Linked DNA regions of Mus musculus: region 2 is linked to region 1. A link is a contact called in public promoter capture Hi-C data. All regions are on one chromosome and are shown on one strand. The core of a region is the stretch at or near the end of the contact, and the rest is flanking DNA. Distances in the headings are between cores, read along the strand shown.

Region 1 (3,542 bases), core at 151-2,650:
GCAGCCTACTGTACAACTGTTCCCTTCCCACAGACTCCACCTCTTCCCAGCCCATCCAGTGTCATACAGGGGCAAACTGGCCCACAGTGTCTGGCAGAAGGTCTCACCACTCAACAGCCAAATTCTATGTGTAACACTCATCTCTGTGCTCACATGGTAGGAGTGATGGCTCCTGGAGCACGTTACTCAAATGTCCAGGAACCACTCTCCTAACCTCATATATCTCCAGCCAATCAGAACATATTGAAATTAAACCTTTAGGATACACACCGACCTCTCGTTTGGTGTAGCTTATACTGTGATCTTAGGCTTGCTGAAGGACTAACTTCCATCAGAGCCTTGACAATATTGATTGTTTTGGCTTAAAGGTACATAAGTAGATTGATTTTTGTTTCTGCTTTCAAACTAAAAAGGATCATAGTAGTGTTAGTATATTCCTGTTTCCACTGGTTGGTATGCACAGAATGAATAAATAATGTTACTTGGAAAAATTCAGTCGATGGAAAACAAGGTGCAGGTCTTGAATTGCACTGTTAACTGGCTAGGGTGCTTCCTAAGATTGTCTATTTCTGTTCTGACCCACTATTTAGAAGAAGGAGGGGAGAGGAGAAGGAGGAGGAAAGAAGAAGGAAGAGGAGGGGGAGGGGGAGAGGAGGGGTAGGAGGGGAGAGGAAGGGGAAGGGGAAGGAGGAGGAGGAGCAGTAGTAGCAGCAGCAACAAAAATCACTTTAGTAGTTTAGGTCTGGGGTAGAGAAATGACCCCAGCAGGGAAGAAAGTGTCCTCTTGAGGAGGTTAATAACCAACAAGGCTGTCACTTCCCTCAGGAGGAAGGAAATATATTCACCAGGAGTCTCTGCTAATTTGTTTTTAATTTAAGGACAATTAAGCAACTCTACACCCCCATCCCATTTCTGCATGCTTTCTCTCACAACTAGAAAAGAAATCTAAAACAAAGAAGGCTGTGAAGTTAATGTTGAGTTTACTTGGAGGGACACCTAACAGTCATTAGGGATTTGAGGAGCTAGTCAACTAAGTCCTGTATTATACTGCTTCCTCTTTCTGAATTATTATTATTATTATTATTTACTATCCAAAATTATTACTTGCTCTGGAAACAGGTTTTAGCTGATGTGTTTCTTGAACTGTTGCAGCACAGACTACTTTAGGTTATAAAAACGTTCTGATAAGAAAAGTCTGTCTCTCTTTCTTTAGATACTCCATCTAAGAAGAAATGGAAGGAGAAGAGGAAGAAAGACCAACATTTCACCACTTGCATTTCTATACTGGCAGGTGGCGTCTTGCTTCCAACTTCTCAGAACCCCAACTCAGCATAACAGAAAGGCAAGGGGGCTCAGGGCGGTAGAGGAAGCCTGCTCCCGTGGGAGGTACACTATTTACCAGCCCGATTTAAACCCGCTACGGAGGGGGCACGGTCCTGGAAGGGCGGAGCAGCCCTAGTGGGCGGGGCGGGGGCGGGGCTCCGAGGGACTAAGCTGGGTACAGGAAAGACCGGAGCTCTCAGAGCCACGTCTGTCTCTTTAAATGCCACGGGCTGCACTCCCGCCCGGGAGCCCCGAGCCGGATCTACAATCCCGTCCCTCCCGCTCCGGCGCTTGTTGCTCGCCTAGCCCGAGCGGGAGCTGCGGCCCCCGGGAAACCCAGCTAGCTCCTTCGGCTTCCCTCCTCGTGCCCCACCTTCCTGGAAATCTGCGTGAGGGGTCGTGCAGCAACGATCGTGAACAGGCATTGCCCCCCATCTTCAAGTCTTGGGGCTCTACACAACCGCGGGGGGCGGCGAGGGAGAAATGCGTCCTTCCCCGAAGCCCAGCTTCGCCTTGGTCTGCGCTGGGAGAGGAGGCACTGCGGAGCCCACACCTGCGAACTCGCCCTAGAAGTCTCGGGTGCGGCAGGGTGCCCCTCCCGGTCCCCTAGGGCTTCTACCTCTCGGGGAGAGAGTCCGCGCAGGTAATCTGAACCCCAGGGCAGGCGCGCGGGGGAGGGGCCGACGAGCCGCAGTGACTTGCGGCAGGTGAGTCTAGTCCGGAGGCTCACCTGCCACCTCCACGCCAAGGTAGCCTAGCAGGTTCTTGGGGGTGCAGACATTGAAGGACGTCAAAGGGCTAGTTAGGATCCGGAGTGGGAGGGGAAGTTAGGAAAGAGAAGGAAATTGGAATAAAGTTTCTATTTCCTTCCCTCCCCCACTCCTGCCCAGGGTTGGCAGGTAGGGCGCGGGCGGAAGCTGTCGGAGCTGCTGATGCAATGGCTTTGGCTGGGTCCAGGTGATAGCTGGAGGAAGGGGAAAGCTGGAGTGGCCATGTCTCCAGTGATCGTGACCTTAGTGGTGTAGAAACGCGAGGAAGCACGTCCCCCAGACTTCTCCTAAAATGGCTCCAGGTGCTCGGGCCCCTACCGGTTCTTTTTCAAGAAACAAACGTCTTTTTCTGGAGTGGCACCTACAAACATCTCCCTCGTCTTCTCTTCCAACAGGTGGCTTTAGCCCCTGCCCGGGCACCAGTGCCAATGACTCTGACGGTGGTTTCGCTTTCTCCTCTTGAAGTCTTGTGAACGAGAGTCCACAGCGTAATGGGCAACCAGGTGGAAAAACTGACCCACCTAAGTTATAAGGAAGTTCCCACGGCCGACCCGACCGGCGTGGATCGAGACGATGGGCCCCGCATCGGAGTCTCTTATATTTTCTCCAATGACGACGAGGATGTGGAACCTCAGCCACCGCCCCAGGGGCTTGATGGCGGAGCTTTGTCCGACTCCGGGGATCGGCCTCCCCTGCCCCCGCCGCAGCCCTACGACCCGCGGCAGCACGAGGTGGAATGCTCGGTGTTTTATCGTGATGAGTGCATCTATCAGAAAAGCTTCGCGCCAGGATCGGCGGCTCTGAGCACCTACACACCGGAGAACTTGCTCAACAAGTGCAGTCCGGGTGACCTGGTGGAGTTTGTATCGCAGGCTCAATACCCGCACTGGGCTGTCTACGTGGGCAATTTCCAGGTGGTGCATTTGCACCGGCTGGAGGTGAGCAACAGCTTCCTGACCGATGCGAGCCAGGGCCGGCGCGGCCGCGTGGTCAACGATCTGTATCGCTACAAGCCACTGAGCCCTAGCGCTGTAGTGCGCAACGCGCTGGCCCACGTGGGCGCCAAGGAGCGCGAGCTCAGCTGGCGCAACTCCGAGAGCTTTGCGGCCTGGTGCCGCTATGGCAAACGCGAGTTCAAGATCGGTGGCGAGCTGCGCATCGGCAAGCAGCCCTACCGTTTGCAGATTCAGCTCTCGGCTCAGCGCAGCCACACTCTCGAGTTCCAGAGCCTGGAGGACTTGATCATGGAGAAGCGGCGCAACGACCAGATCGGACGCGCGGCGGTGCTACAGGAGCTCGCCACGCACCTGCACCCGGCTGAGCCGGATGAGGGCGACAGCGACGCGACTCGGACTACACCGTCCCCCCTGCGTCCCCCAGCATCGGGCTCCGAGGAGGAGAACGGAGACTCGGTCGTGCACTGATACTTGAACTGGGCTCAGAGCTACA
Region 2 (3,956 bases), core at 439-2,938, 3.5 Mb before region 1:
TTGCAAGCAAGCTTCTTTGGTTCCAAAGTAGATGGGAGAGCGAGCCTTGTGAGTAGAAATATGACTCGGAGTCAATTCCCAGGTGACGGTGGTCAGCAGTGCTAATGGTGTCCATAGGAACAAGCTTGTCCTGTTCTTGGTGCTTCACTTCCAGGACACAAAGCATCCTTGCAGGCTGAGTAGCTTGCTGCTCTGGACAGTGCTTAGCAGAATGAGAGAGGCCTAGGGTAATAAACAGTCTTTGAGGGGGATTATAATGACGACAGCGTAGACGGCGCTTGCTTTATATAAGCCGGGTTCACAGAAGCTCGAGTCTGTGTGCACGTGTCTTTTTCTGGCTTTGGAGAGGATAAGTGTGTATTTCTGGGTAGTTCCCTGTAAAGAAACCCAGCCTTTCAGCTTTGCCCACGCCAGACTCTATTTGCTTTTAGATATCCAGGAATGGCGTTCGGGGTATTTGAGAAAAAGGGAGGTGCAGATGGTTTTGCACCAGGGCATGGTTTCAAATTTAAAGAGGATTATGGTCCATGAACCCCAGAGATGGTGGGTTGAGGTGCGAAGCTTTGAAATTCTAATTGCAGACCAGTCTAAGGAGGTATATGCTTACCAGAGCACAATATCTCATTGTTCATATAGTCCCCTCTTGGCTGGAGGAGGCAGGGGAGGGGCAGATACATAACATAATCTTCGGAGGAAACTGAAACAGCAATTGGTGGCGGCAGTTTGGGCTCTCCGGTGAATTCAGAAAGAAATCCCTGGCTGTTTACCACTGCTGAGCTTGGAATAATCTTGACTCGTTCATCTGCAGAGCCAGGTGTGGGAGCAAACCGGCTGGAGCTGGGAGGGCTCTGTGTGGTGGTCATTTTTGACACGCCTTACCCTCTTATTTGATAAACTCATGCCACCCAAACCCAAGGTATCTGAATTAGGAGAGAAAGCTGTGGAATTCAGGGTCTCTGGGAACAGACACACTTATTAGCTAAGTCTAGGCTCTGAACAACAGTTCATTTTTACTGTTTATGTCACACACACAGAGGAGTGCTGCCAGCTCAGTAGACAGGGCAGGTACTAGATGACAACTGGGGTGTGGGGGGTGGGACCAGACTGGCTCACAGCCCTGAGGAAGACAAATCCTTTCAGAGGGAAGCCCCAGTGCTCACTGATTTTTCTCGCTGATTTGCTCTCAGTACTTTATAGGGGAGCATGGGATTTCTGAGGCGCAGGGAGCTTAATTAGGCCAAGCTAGTGAGGGTCATATTTGTTCCAACTTACAGAATTTTCCAGATGCTGTGAGAAATGAGCTAGGATTCTCTTCTGGAATGTTCATTCTCCAAATGCTACATCTTGCAGCCCTGGCAACCAGTGAGCCTGCCCTTGTGGGGTGGTCAGCTGCCAGTCTCCTCCTGCCTTATTTTCTCCCTGAGAGCTAAACCCTCCATGTCTCCCAAACCAAACTTTTAAAGTACTGAGGAGAGAAAGTACTCTTGTTTATGTTTAACCTCTTTATTCACTAGTTTTTTTTAAAAGGTCAGTTTGCCAGGGATGTGTTTCTTTATGCTCATTCCCTTAGCAAGTTCTTCCTGTAGTAGGCGGAGACACTTCCCTGCCTTGGAGAGCACTGGTAGGAACCGCAGTGGAGGCACAGTGCACACCCAATTCGGTCAAGCCAGGAAGAGAAACAGCACACATTTTAACCCATTTTTTCCTATGCAGAGAGCAAGTCCTCATCCATGAACTCAGCCTCCTCCATGAGGGTCCCTGTCTTCTACTTTCATGGGAGGCAGTTAGGGGTCCAAGATTCCCAGCCAACAGGGTATCGAGTGGTGTATCCATTCTATTCTGCACACTTTGACTGAGCCTTCTCTGACCATGGTTTATGTATGGCTCTGTCATTTTCTCCTACTCCTCCTCTGTATTGCCTATTTGTCTGGTCCTCTGCTGCAAAGCAAATTCCAAGACAGCAGGAATGTGGCCCTTGCCGACATCACTCATCTCAGAATTTGTCAGCTTGTGAGGCGAACCTTTTCCTCTTGACATGCAGTCTTCTCCTCCCTCCCTGCCGGTCCTCACTCAAGACAAGCCCTCTCCGTGGGTCCCTGAGCCACACGACCCACACGCGGCCAGAAAGGCCAGCGAACACAACCTCTAGCTAGCTATATCGGACGGTATGCAGGCAGGTCTGAGTGGGCCACAGGGCTTGCCTTCCAAAGCAGGCTTTAATGGAGGCCAGTCATACGCTTTCAAGGGCTCCTGGAGGCCAATCCCAAGGACTAGGTGGGTTTTGTTGATACCATTCTCAAAATCTTCCAGTCGGTGGTGAGAAATTAGATGGGTATGTTGGACTAACAACAGTAGACATCTTGCTGGGGCTGAATTGGTACTTTTCTCAGAAGAAAGTCAGTTCCTGCTTAGCAGTGAAGAGCATTTGCACCTGAGAAATACTTTTTGCATCTCCGGATGCTCGGCGGTCCTCTGGGGTAGGGGAAGAAAAAAAAAAAACCAAATACATCTGGACAGATGAAAGTATTTTAAAACAACCCTTCCTGTCTCTGCACAAGGCACAGCATTGGCGTTCAGAGGGCAGCAGGGCTGCGCCCCCATCCCTCGGTCCGCGCAGAAGGGAGACGGCTTTCCGGGCCTCGCTTCCTGCACCCACTCGGGACTAAAAAAGAACACGAACAACTTTTTTTTTTTTTTTTTTTTTGGTCCCTCTCTTGCAAAAACGCTCGCGTAACCAGCTCGCTGAAGTAACCGCTCCGGGGGCGGCCGGGTGTGTGTGTGTGTGCGTGGGGCGCGGTTCCGGAGCCCCACGGGCACGAGCACCAGCGCCGGCGGCTGCGAGGTGGGGGCCGCGCGAGGGCCGGGCGGCGGGGGGGGGGGGTAAGTGGAGAGAGAGGGGCGGGCGGGGCGTGCGGGGCGCGTGCGCAGAGCACTTCCGTGTTTGTCCCCGTGACTGGCGCGGGCGCGCCGCCCGCCGCTCCGCGGGAGCGAGCGCCCCAGTCGGTCGAGCCTCGCCGCTTGTCAGCGCCACCGGAGCGGTCCGTTCCGCCCAGCCCCGCCCCTCCCCGTCGCGCCCCGCCCCGCCCCGCCCCGCCGCCCCTTGCGTGCGCTCGGGGAGGCGCGTCCCCGGCCGCCTGCGCGCGCCGCTTGCAGTTTGAAGGGCGCTGCGCCGCTCGCTCCGCTCCTCTCCGCTCCACTCCTCGCGCGCCAGGCCGGGCGCCGCGGCGGGTCGGGCTGCGCGCGTGGCGTTCATGAGCCGCCCGGCGGCCCCGGGAGCCTGCGCCGTGACTCACGCCCGCCCCCGCTTGTGTCTCGTCCCTCCCGCGGCAGGATGCCGGACCAGATCTCCGTGTCCGAGTTCATCGCCGAGACCACCGAGGACTACAACTCGCCCACCACGTCCAGCTTCACCACGCGGCTGCACAACTGCAGGAACACCGTCACGCTGCTGGAGGAGGTAGGCGGCGGCCTGGCAGCTGGGTGGGCTGGGGCCCTGGGGAGCCCGGCGACTCGGGGAGCCACACCCCCTCCGGCAGCCCCCGGCCCCTGTGGTCCTCCTTGGCAGCCCTTTCCGGGATCCTGCAGGTTTGAAAGCCGGGGAAACTGAAGTGGGGAAGGACTGAGCGAGCTCTGGACACCCGAGTAGAAGAGAGATCCTCTCTGCCTTGCACCCTGTCTGGGTGCCAGGCAGTCTGCTCAGCGCTTCCACATCATTGTGACCCTTTCCTAACCCACGAAGTACGTGGCGTCAGGCCACCGAGGGCAGAAAGGCGAGGCTGCTTGGCCAAGGTCACCAGCCAGAGACTTGGAGATGGGCCGTGAATGCACTTCTCCGCAGCCCAGCGGGGCCAGGCAGGCTTAGCTGTAGAGATAAGGGCTGGTGGAAAACCCCAAAGGAATAAAAGGGAACTTCAATTGAGACTGTTGCCATCCCTGGGCCTGTGTCTGCTAGTCCC

The links. Promoter capture Hi-C pulls out the DNA fragments that hold promoters and counts their contacts.
Region 2: a promoter capture Hi-C map of pre-B cells shows a contact between it and region 1. The contact joins the promoter of 1700010G06Rik here to the promoter of Lratd2 in region 1.

What each region holds. Positions count from the first base shown.
Region 1 is chr15:60,822,938-60,826,479 of GRCm38.p6, reverse strand. Lratd2 (LRAT domain containing 1) reads left to right here and starts at 1,400. Exons shown (of 2, transcript NM_001162926.1): 1 at 1,400-1,966; 2 at 2,489-3,542. The coding sequence starts at 2,585. The coding sequence ends at 3,517. It overlaps 9930014A18Rik (RIKEN cDNA 9930014A18 gene), which reads right to left and starts at 3,515. Exons shown (of 3, transcript NR_030696.1): 1 at 1,697-3,515.
Region 2 is chr15:64,311,850-64,315,805 of GRCm38.p6, reverse strand. It overlaps 1700010G06Rik (a long non-coding RNA gene), which reads right to left and starts at 1,688. Exons shown (of 2, transcript XR_003951590.1): 1 at 1,273-1,688; 2 at 1-848. It overlaps Asap1 (ArfGAP with SH3 domain, ankyrin repeat and PH domain1), which reads left to right. Exons shown (of 31, transcript NM_010026.3): 3 at 3,331-3,457.